Regions from separate parts of the Rattus norvegicus genome. Here all the other regions are linked to region 3. Evidence: chromatin contacts called from public Hi-C data. All regions are on one chromosome and are shown on one strand. Each heading gives the region's core, a stretch centred on a gene start, on an enhancer-like site or on the middle of the called end of the contact. The rest is flanking DNA. Distances are from core to core; before and after follow the strand shown.

The links. A called contact is a pair of places that touch in the nucleus more often than the background predicts.
Region 1: a contact with region 3 is called in a Hi-C map of prefrontal cortex, with 4 times the contacts expected there. The contact joins the promoter of Mrpl16 here to the promoter of Patl1 in region 3. A contact is called at or near these places in 12 of 12 Hi-C or Micro-C datasets (the A7r5 cell line, the Rat2 cell line, Schwann cells and 7 more) and 1 of 1 datasets of contacts at active chromatin or transcription factors (oligodendrocytes).
Region 2: a Hi-C map of Schwann cells shows a contact between it and region 3, with 2.2 times the contacts expected there. The contact joins the promoter of Stx3 here to the promoter of Patl1 in region 3. A contact is called at or near these places in 4 of 12 Hi-C or Micro-C datasets (Schwann cells, frontal cortex, kidney and 1 more).

What each region holds. Positions count from the first base shown.
Region 1 is chr1:218,056,691-218,060,237 of GRCr8, forward strand. It overlaps Mrpl16 (mitochondrial ribosomal protein L16), which reads left to right and starts at 1,749. Exons shown (of 4, transcript NM_001009647.1): 1 at 1,749-1,887; 2 at 2,163-2,228. The coding sequence starts at 1,833. It also overlaps a transcript of Stx3 not described here.
Region 2 is chr1:218,108,616-218,112,201 of GRCr8, forward strand. Stx3 (syntaxin 3) reads right to left here and starts at 1,851. Exons shown (of 11, transcript NM_031124.2): 1 at 1,745-1,851. The coding sequence starts at 1,774.
Region 3 is chr1:218,254,086-218,257,599 of GRCr8, forward strand. It overlaps Patl1 (PAT1 homolog 1, processing body mRNA decay factor), which reads left to right and starts at 1,790. Exons shown (of 19, transcript NM_001108520.2): 1 at 1,790-1,909. The coding sequence starts at 1,895.

The DNA of each region.
Region 1 (3,547 bases), core at 499-2,998, 200 kb before region 3:
AATAAAAAAAAAGGGGGGGGGAGTTGGAGTCCTGACCCCTCTCTGGTCCTTCAAAATGTGGTCTTTTGCCAGGGCAGAAAATGGAATGCGGTCTTTACAAAGGTAAACAAGTTAAAAGGGTGGATTTGTAAAGTCTACTAATACTTGGGAAGCAGATGTGTTGCACAGGTGTATAGGTTTGTAAGCAATTTCCCCAGTATAGCTTATCTACAAGCATTGTAGATTGTACTTACTGTTGTGAAGGTAATTCTTAAGGGCAGACAGATTTAACATGAGTTAAACACAGCAGACATCGGTCTCGTTTGCTAATCCCCTCTGTCTCCTAAATGCTTGGATACAAATCCTCTTGTTCTAATGATTACAAAGCTCCAGCCTCAGGAAAAATAATATGCCCACTATTACCAAAAGTATAATATACATTATTTCATTTCCCTTTGTTATTAAATTATGGTGTAATCCATTCACTACAGCAGCCAATCCCCTTAACTACCCAGCTGTCTCTCCAGCTCCTTCTCTGGGAATTCTTTTTTTTTTAAGATTTATTCATTTATTATATATAAGTACACTGTAGCTGTCTTCAGACACACCAGAAGAGGGCATCGGATCTCTTTACAGATGGTTGTGAGCCACCATGTGGTTGCTGGGAATTGAACTCAGGACCTCTGGAAGAGTAGTCCGGTGCTCTTAACCGCTGAGCCATCTCTCCAGCCCTCTCTGGGAATTCTTGAAGGGAAAAATTTGAAGACAGAACACTGCCCCACTTCTGTGAAGACAAGGCTAAATCTTGAAACCAAACTGATCATTTATAGAAACAGATTAATCCTGTTAAACTGTGCCAGCTTGAGATGACCACTGTGCCAAATCGGAACTGAAGCAATGATCAACCAGACACCTAATCCTGGACTGCTTAATTATGCATACTTTTCAGCCCACTCCCCATTCAATGCCCCAATTCGTCCTCTATTTAAACTTAAAGATGCCAGGTGTGGTACGTGTCTTTAATCCCACACTGAGGAGGCTGAGGCAGGCAGATCTCTGTGAGTTTGAAGCCAGCCTGATCTACATAGTGAATTCCAGGACAGACAGAACTACATAGAGATTCTAGTCTCATAGATAGATAGATAGATAGATAGATAGATAGATAGATAGATAGATAGATAGATGATAGATAGATAGATGGATGGACGGACAGATGCAGGCTTAAAGCTCATTTCAGGGCAATGAAGACAATCTTGGATGGTCATTGGAGCCTGTCATCTGTTACTCCAAGTGAAGCCACCTTAAATGAATAGCTTTCGCCCTTATTTTCTTTTAATTAGCATATTGAGGACAGGCGATCGAACCCAGCCGGTTGGTCCAGCTACAGCTCTTATGATAGATTTGTCAAGACCAAATTCAGCAAACGCACAGTAAGTAAGCCAATGATAAATCAATGGTATCTTTCTATGTCCCTAGAGAAGGGACAAAAATGTAGGGAAAGTTAAGGCAACAACTTGCCTACCACCAAACCTCAGGCTTTCACAGCTTTCTACATTAAGAAGTAAACCCAGAGCGATCATTAAGCAGGAAAACAAAAAACAAAAAAACAGCCAACCCTCAAGGAAACTTGAAACACATTGGGCGTGGCTTGGCCTGCGTGACTTTTAACCTGCAGATACCTGCTCCGGAACCAGGTGCTGGGCTCAAATTTCCTCCACTTCCGTCAGGACTCTGTAAAAGATGGAACAGAATACGCCACTTCCGGTCTTGTGTCCGCAGGCGACCGAGCGCTGAACTGAGGAAAGGTACTGTTGTCGCCGAGAGAATCCCGACCCGGCTGCACGCGCGTGGCCATGTGGAGGCTACTGACGCGCGCGCCCGCGCCGCTCTGGCGGATGCACTTTTCAGGTCAGAAAATCCGTTTGATCTTTTAAAAAGGCATCTCCCTGTTCTTCCTCCCCACATTCCAAAGTATATGCTTACTCCAATAGGACCTGCGCTTTCCTTCCTCCGCCTCCACTATGCGGATGCATGGGTCCTGGTCTTGTGCGGGAGACGGTGCTCCGTGATCCTAGTTGTTGCCTTGGGAACACATTTAGTGGAACTCGTACCCCCATACTTCTAGACACCTCTGCCAGGAGTGATCCGGAGTATAACAACAATGGTTTGATTTGTCTTTGTAGATACTTGGGCAGCCCTTCCCACCAGTGCTGGTCTGAAGACGCTCCTCCCAGTTCCAACTTTTGAAAGTAAGTACTTATCATTTCCACTTTTTTTCCCTCTGATAAAAGACATCGTAGGTGTGCTTGTGCTTCCTCCCTCCTGAGTGATTCAACAGATATATGTAAGGAAGGAGAACTGTGCTGCCAAGCAGTGTTCTGATAAGCATTAGAGGCAACGAAGTCCCTCGCTGTTGCAAAGCAAGTAACTATTGGGCTAGTTCCCAGGCGTCCTACCACTGATCTGTGTGGCCCATGATCTACCCAGTCCGCACTAACTGGGCATTTATTAGATTTTTTATCTTCGCTCAATAATAGTTCATATATGCAGACAGTTAGCAATAGTAACCAGGTGCACTGCAGTCCTGTAAATCTAACTTTACTCTTTAATACACTAAAAACTCCCAAAATGCAAATGACCTGGACATCTGAGGGTCTTGTGGGCTGGAGCGATGGCTCAGCAGTTAATAACATGTGTTGCTCTTGCAGAGAACCCAGGTTCAGTTCTCAGAACCCACAGAATGGTTCATAACCGTCTGTGATCCCAGCCTCAGAGATTCCTACATCCTCTTCTGCGCATCAATACATGTAGGCAAAACACTCATAAAATTCTTAATAAAGTGCTGTGTGCGCTTAGAAATGCATACTGACTTCTAAAAGAAAGTGTTACCGGGTTTCACAGTAGCTGCTCATGGAAGCCCGGGGTGGGGGGTGGGGTTATAACCTGGAACACCAACTTTTAATGACACTGATAATCTGATGACTTCTTGAGGCTTCCTGTTTTGTTTATTTCTATCATGGAGCCGTTCTTTTTCATATTTTTTTAAATCAATCACAATTGTTTTTCTCAAGTTCGCATATGGAGAGTAAAGATGTTAATAGACCAGAGAAATCCTAGTTTGTAAGTTTCCCAACAGAATTGAAGGACAATTTTTTTCTACAGTATAGTGTTCTGTGCCCCCACTAGAATACAGAGGAACAGTGGCCCCTTTTCTTCTTTTTTAAAAATAACATGCTTCTGGCTTTTATGTTTTAACTGGGTTAATTGTGAGATGTCTCTAGTCTCTACACCTTAAGTTCCTCTTCTTTTTTCTTTTTTTTTTTTAGATTTATTTTATTTATATGAGAACACTGTAGCTATCTCCAGATAATCCAAAAGAGGGCATCAGATCCCATTACAGATGGTTGTGAGCCACTATGTGGTTTATGGGAATTGAACTCAGGACCTCTGATAAAGCAGTCAGTGCTTTTAACCACTGAGCCATCTCTCCAGCCCAAGTTCCTCTTCTTTAAAGTGGAGATTAGAATACCACCTGCCCAATTATGATTCTTGGCCTAGGTGAAAATTA
Region 2 (3,586 bases), core at 601-3,100, 150 kb before region 3:
AACACTACCATAATATGGCACCAGCTAGCATCTCGCTTGCATTAGCCCTGTTTTACAAGAGGCTAAACCTGAAGGGCTGAAAGGCAAAAGAGCTTGTTCCAGTTCCCTGGAAAATGCCTTATACTTGGAACTCAAAGCTCACTTAAGACTACTTTGTTGACAACCAACTACTGCAAAGAGACAGGGAGTATCTTAGTCTAGAAATAGATTCCCTGACTAGTGAAAGGGAGTCGCCTCTGCCGGCTGTTAAGCTTTGAACTCTTTTTGATGGAGGGCACCCCTCCCATCCAGAGGGAGCTCCACCAAGGTTCCCCAACTACAAAAGAAGTAGTTTGCCCGCCAGTTAACCAGGATGCCCTGAGGCTCAAAGGTGAAAAAGCAAATATGGGGACAGAGGCTGCCTCCCACAATAAGTAACGGTCCCTTCCTTCCCTCCTTTCTCTATCTCCCAAACCTACTCCCCAGCCCAGGATCCAGAGCATGCAAACTGGGTGAGGAAGATCTCATCCATGCAAAGTAAAACAATGACAACACCAACACACTCTCACCAGCATTTCTATTTCATTTCAGAGGGGAGGGATGGGGGAGAAACAGTAACAGTTATTAGCATAAGTCCTAGGGGTCATACAAAGGGCTCTTCTGCAGTTCACTGGCTCTTAGCTTACACAATTACTCATTTTTCAGATAACCAAACTTAAGCTAGGAGTTTAAGGAGTAACCAGTAAGAATAGGGCCAGGACAAAACCCCAGTGCTAATGCAGACTAATACTTCCCTACCGTAAGAAGCTCATTAATCTCCTGGGAAGCCTCAGTGAGACCTTCCCCAGGTCCAGTTTGAGGCCTAAGCTGATTCACTTCTAGGCTAGCTAGGAGGTGGACTCCACTGTTGAGTATCCAGGACCGCACTTTATATCCCATTAACTGGTAGCCTGTATCACTGGGTGGGTTCCCAAAGTTTCACACTAGCCATGCCCCCTAGAATGTAGTCAGTGACTTAGTAAATGAATCTATATTTCAAAAAAAAATGACGCCTCAGCACGTCCCTATGTCAAGTCCCGTTGTGTCATTCAATCTTCATAACAGAAGGAAGGAAGGAAGATTCTCCCTTGACCAACAAGGAAATAGGCTCAAAAGAGTAAGTGACCTAAGCTTTTCAGCTTTTGTGCGGCAGACGACCACAGCTGTCTCAAGGCATTCAAGACAAAATAATTACAGACCACTGAATGGGAGGAGAGGTGCCCATCCCAGCACCTAACAGGCTCAGTGCTCCGGAAGTCACCGGAACTTTCAGCTACTCCCGGGATGGAGTATCCCTGCCCGGTGCTCTGGGAGGAAAACAGAAAGAGGAGGAGGACAGTTTGGGTCACAGTGCCTGGCTGCAGAAGACAGCTGGTGCAGTGAGCCCCCTGACTTTTCCATTAGCCCCGCTGATTTCAAGTACCCGAGTGGGTCCAGCTCTGGAGGAACCCTGTCCAGCTTTAGGGGAGCAGAAGTAGGAGGTTGCGGGCGTCCAGGGAAATCGCAGCTAGGTGATGAATCACCGAGCACATGACCCTACAGGGGAGGGGAGGGTTCAAAACTCTGCGGGATGAGGCGGGGGCTTGGAGAGTGAGGCCTAGCGCGCAGGGTACCCCTGCGGCTTGGGTTAGGGGAGCTAGGAAAAGCCCTTCTCCCACGTCACTTCTCCTGACGGCGGATCCCCGCAGCCCCGGGCCCGCCTGATCCCCAAGCGCGGCGGACTCACGGCCTTCAGCTGCTCCAGTCGGTCCTTCATCCTGGTCCAGGTGAGGGTGGCAGGCGCCTTGTCTCAGGTAAGCGCGTCCCAAGTGAGCGGCCTGGAGCAACTGCGGGGGTGCCGGCCAGGGCGAGAGAGCAGCGCTAGCACGGGCGGAGGCGGGCGGCGGCCGCTCTCGAGGAGGAGCGTCCGAGGCCACCGAGGTCCGCCGCGCCGCCCCCTCCGGCCCCCGCTGGCGCCCTGCTCCAAATCCGGCTGCGAGACAGAGCCGGCTCAGGGCTCGCCCGCCCCCTGGACACGCCCCATACCTGAGCCGCGCCCCGCGCTCCTGCTTAAAGGGACAGCGCGCGCTCCAATGCCGGAAGCATTCGGGGATATCCTCCCTCCGCCGCCCATGAAAGGCAGAGAAAAAAAGAGGGGATCTGTCTGGCTTCGATTTGGCATTTTCCTCACTGTGCTTATTGTCCAGCCATCTACGGACTCGTCCGGTTGAAGACAAGCTGGTGCCTGCTCCCTTGATAAGGCAAAGTGATGATCCCACGATACTCAAGAGATACACTGCCTTAAAGAAAGGACCTGCGAGGTATAGAATCTGCGTGGCCCAGGCTCAGAGACCTGTTCCGGTGAAGCGTAACTGCAGATGAAATGCCCTGGATCTGGCAGCGGCGAGGAATTTGAGGGATTATACTGTTAGTGGCTTTGGGGCCTCTCCTAGACGTGTACGTGGTTCAGTAACCTTTTACTAACAATTTGAATAACTTAAGGAAATCCTGATCCTCTAGAGGACTCAGTTTCCATAGCTAAATAAATTAATCAATAAATAAATCAGAAACTGCTTAGCAATTTGCTGCGAAGCCTGTACAAGAAGTGACTAACTTGTAACTATCTGGCAGGATTATAGGATCTAAAGACGTTTGATTTAGAAAACTTAAGCCCACCTCTCTCCTCCTTGCTGTAAAAAGCCCCGGGATTTGATTTGATTTTTTAGAAAAGTGTGATTCCTCTCACTGCCCTTCCTCTTCAACCATGCCCCTATTCCCCTCCCCTATTTGGTTTTGGGTAACAAATGTCTATCAACCAGTATAGTGGTCAACAATTGGAGCTAGCGAAGACTTGGTCTCAAATTCCAGAAGTATCCTCGGCTTTCCGTTCAATTTTAAAGGCCATAGATACTTTGTTAATTACAACCGGACTTTACCCTCTGCGATGTGCACGTTCCTATTGACTTCCTCTGCTGCCATAAAGATAGTCAAGTAAGGCAGGGCTTGAGCTGTTTGAGCCAACCCTGCGGTTCTTTACTCTAATCCTCTCTCCTGTCTAATCCCGCTCCTGTCCTGATACTGGCCTTGCCCGGACTGCGAAAGCTTCCACGCCCCCGGTGGTCGTAAACCCCAAAGCGGAACCTCCCGCCTAGCAAACACTTGGAAAACTTTCCACCTCCGACCTCTTTCTCCAGCATCAGCCCTTTTGTTCTCTTGTTACAGAATCTCCCTAAATTGCCCAGGCAAGCTTTGAACTTGCCACTCTCCTGTTTCAACCTCTCCCGTAATAGGGGTTACAATGAAAAGCTCCAGAAGTGTAGACATCTGAGATCTCGACAGAAGTCAGGAAAGAGGATGGATTCATTTTGAAACAAGAACACAGGATTCCAGTTAAGGCGCGATTGCTTTCAGGCTGCAAAGATGGCCCTGTGGTTAAGAGCACCGACTGAAGGACCTGGGTTCAATTCCCAGCATCCACATTGTGACACACAGTTCCAGGGGATGCGACGCCCTCTTCTGGGCTCTGCAGAGGTTGACACATGTGATGTACAGATATATGCAGGCAAAAACATTCATAGGAGTAAAAAAC
Region 3 (3,514 bases), core at 540-3,039:
ATCTTAAATGTCTTCTATATCTCAGTTTTTTTCTTGTCATACAATAAACAAATAGCCTTTGCCACACACTCCCTCCCACTCCATGACTTGCTAGGAACAAGCACGGATTATACCCTCTGAAACCTGAGTCTAAATTAACTTTTTTCCGTTTATATTGTCTGCTCAGGATTTTGGTCACAATACAAAACTAATAAACAGTAGCAAACCAACAAAAGACATTTTGTAAATGCGGGCTGGCAGGCTTACAAAATAAGTCTGACCAGAGTTTGATAGCTCTTGGTCTAAATGGCCTCTTGGTACTTTGATAATCGTAAGAGCCTGTTACCTCACACGAAAGTTTCATAACTCTTGAAAATCAATTACTAGCTTACCTTGCCTTCTCTTTAAGAGTCAAGTGGATTGGGGAGGGAGGCAAAAAAAAAAAAAGAAAGAAAGAAAGAAAGAAAGAAAGAAAGAAAGAAAGAAAGAAAGAAAGAAAGAAAGAGTCAAGTGGATTTGCTCTTAAGTGATCCGATTTAGGAATTCAGACATTTTAGCTACCCAACCCTGCAACACTTTGCAGTGAGAGGCTTAAGGCTATCTACTTAGAGCAGAGAATGTATTCTACTTGGTGAGATAGATATAATTATACCCATTTTATGAAAGAAAACATGAAGGGTCAGATGTTTAGAAAAACATGCCCAGTTTCTCATAGCAGTGGAAAAACTGACATTTCCCAATCCAGAACTTCTATTTTCAAATCCAATGCTTATAGTAAGCTAGTTGATTAACCCAGTCCCGTTAACAGTCATGTGTTAAGGAATTAAAGTGCACCATTCATTCCCAGGTGAGACAAGAGCCAGGGGGTAGTGAGTGACATTGTTCCCCTTTAATCCAACACTCTGAGGCAAAGGCAGGAGGAGCTATGCTGCCTGGTCTACAGAGTGAATAACAAGACAGCCAGTGCTACACAGAGAAACCCTGTTTCAAAAATAAAATAAAAATTAAGACACCCACTCAGACGGACTCACTAGAGGCAATAAAGCACCAAAGCTGCTAGAACCAGGGTGCTGAGGCTTGCAAGCTGAGCAAACTCCTCTGGGCTTGATCCTGAACGGAAATGGTTGTCTACAGCGCACTCAAGCTCACTGACCTTGCTACGGTGACCCCAACCCTAAGGCTGCGCGGCCCGTTAGGGCTCTCCCGCTTCCCAACGGCCTGAAGCGCCTGGCATCTAAAAATATCACTTTAAATAACCCTCTTTAAATGTGCCTTGTCTTTTTCCTGAAAACAGATGCTGTCAACACTTTGGCCTCTATTAATCACAGCCTTGGTCTCCCTGCTGATTCAGCCAGCGACCCGTCCCTTTCCAGAACACTGATTTTCCACACTATTCCCCCTCACAGATCAAGTCCAGGCACCCCGAGAAGGGCACTGGACGTTAGGTGAAACCACCCAAAAATAAAATCCCCGATTTTCTCAGCAGTCGCTTTAGGGTCGCATCCTGTGACATTCACAAGGCTTTTCTCCGCCCAGTCAGTGACGGGAATCTCGTGACTGAAAAGCACAGCGCAAGAGTGCCGCTGGGAGTACGGAGGAGGAGCCGCAAGCTCAGGCTCTCTGGTTCAGCCCCGACGGCCGCGCGTGCGCAGTGTCTTGCCTAGGGATCTCTTTCCCGCCGCTCACACTAGGAAGTCAAACGCCAAATCTGTCCCCGCGCAGCTGCAGCCGCCGAGGCGCCCGCCCAGCCCGAGGCGCGCCTGCGCACGTCCCCACGCACGCTCCGGCGTACGGCGGCGGCCAGGGGTCGCGAGCCGGTGGGAGACCCGCGCGCGCGGAGCAGCCCGGGGAGTCGGCGCTTTTTTTCCCTCCCTCCCCCCACTCCCCTCCCCGCTCCCTTCCCCCTTCCCCAAGAATGTTCCGCTACGAGGTGAGTGGCTGCGACCGGAAATGACCCCTCCCTCGCCCGCGCGCCCCCTTTTTCCTCTGCTGCCCGTCGCGCGGGTCTTGTGCGGCTGAGGAGGGGGCAGGGCGCGGACGGCTGGCGACCTGGCTTCGGCCGCCGGGCTCGGGTGGGGCCCGAAGCGCACCTCGGGGGGCGGGACTGGCTAGAGCCGGCCGCTGGTTTGCGGCTGGGAGAGCCCGTTAAGTGCGGTAACCTGACCCTTTCCTTGCGCCTCCGCTCGTGGAGCTGCCTTGGAGACCTGCATTGCTCCTACTCCGTGGCAAAATCCCCGGGGAATGCCCACGGAAGCGTTTCCCGCCCTGCACCCGGAACCCCTTCACCCGGATTACACACACCCGTGTGTACGCGGGCAGCGGTCAGGTGGAGGGTTAGGAACTGGCCCTTGGGCTGAGACTAAAGTCAGCTTGTAAGGAAGGCTCGGAGTGGGGAGGGGGCGTGTCCCCCAGAAGTTCCTTCTAGGTGAATGGAGGAAAGTGTGGGTTTGGTGACGCCTGGAGAATGTAGCTGTTTGCTGACGGTCATTTACTGCTGTGTGACCTTGAGCAACTCCTAATCTTGGGGCCAAACAGATTCCGGATTTATAGTTTAGGGACTGAGCTAGGAAAATCCTTACTGAGCCATCCTGATTTGGCCCAGTAGATCGTTGTGATATAAAGAGTTGCTAGAAGTTGCTTCTGGTATGGAGGCAGTTGCAGGACTGGCTCTTTAGGGGAGGAAGATTGGGTAGAAAGGCCCTTCAGAGTTCCCAGGTAAGTTATATCACAAGCTGTAACACTACTGTGTGGAATTCCATTTTGGAATCTTTGAACATTGAAAACAATAGAATGCTTGACTTTACATATGTGACTCAACTCACTTTGTGAAAAGATGAAGAGTGATGATGAGATACTGTGAATATAAGTTGCCAGAAGCAAAGAAAACTTGGTAAACTGAATAAATTTGAATTGGGAGAAATGATTGAAATTAGCATATACTTACTAAGCTTGTCTAGTGATCTTTACTCCCTGGAGGCTGAGGCAGGAGAATCAGGAGTGCTAAGCCATCCTGTACCTAGAGAAACAGTAACTAAAACAAAATAAAGTAGAACATACCCAAGATGTTATGGTGAGTCTAGCTAATATTCAGCTTTCTAAAATCTTTGCCTCCTTTGATCTTCACACAGATTTCTTTCATCAAGTTGTGTTTGGCTCAGAATTACAGTTTAAGGGACTGAGATTTAGTACCTAGTATAGAGTGTGAAGACATAGTGGGTCCTCAGAAGTTGTCTGGGAGAGTTGTCTGGGAGCCGGAGCAATGGCTGCTCTCCCACAAACCCTGGGTTCAATTCCCAGCACCCACATGGCAGCTCATAACTTGTAACTACAGTTCCAGGGGACCTAGCACCATCACATATACATGTATGCAGGCAAAACACCAATGCATATAAAATAAAAAGAAATTAAAATGTTTTTTCAAGTTTCCTATTAGGCAACTTTATAAGAGTAGAACAAGAAGTTGTGATTGTTTTTTTAATATTTAATCTGCATTCTGGCTGAAAATGATTGCTTTCTGCTTTCTGGCTAGAGTTTA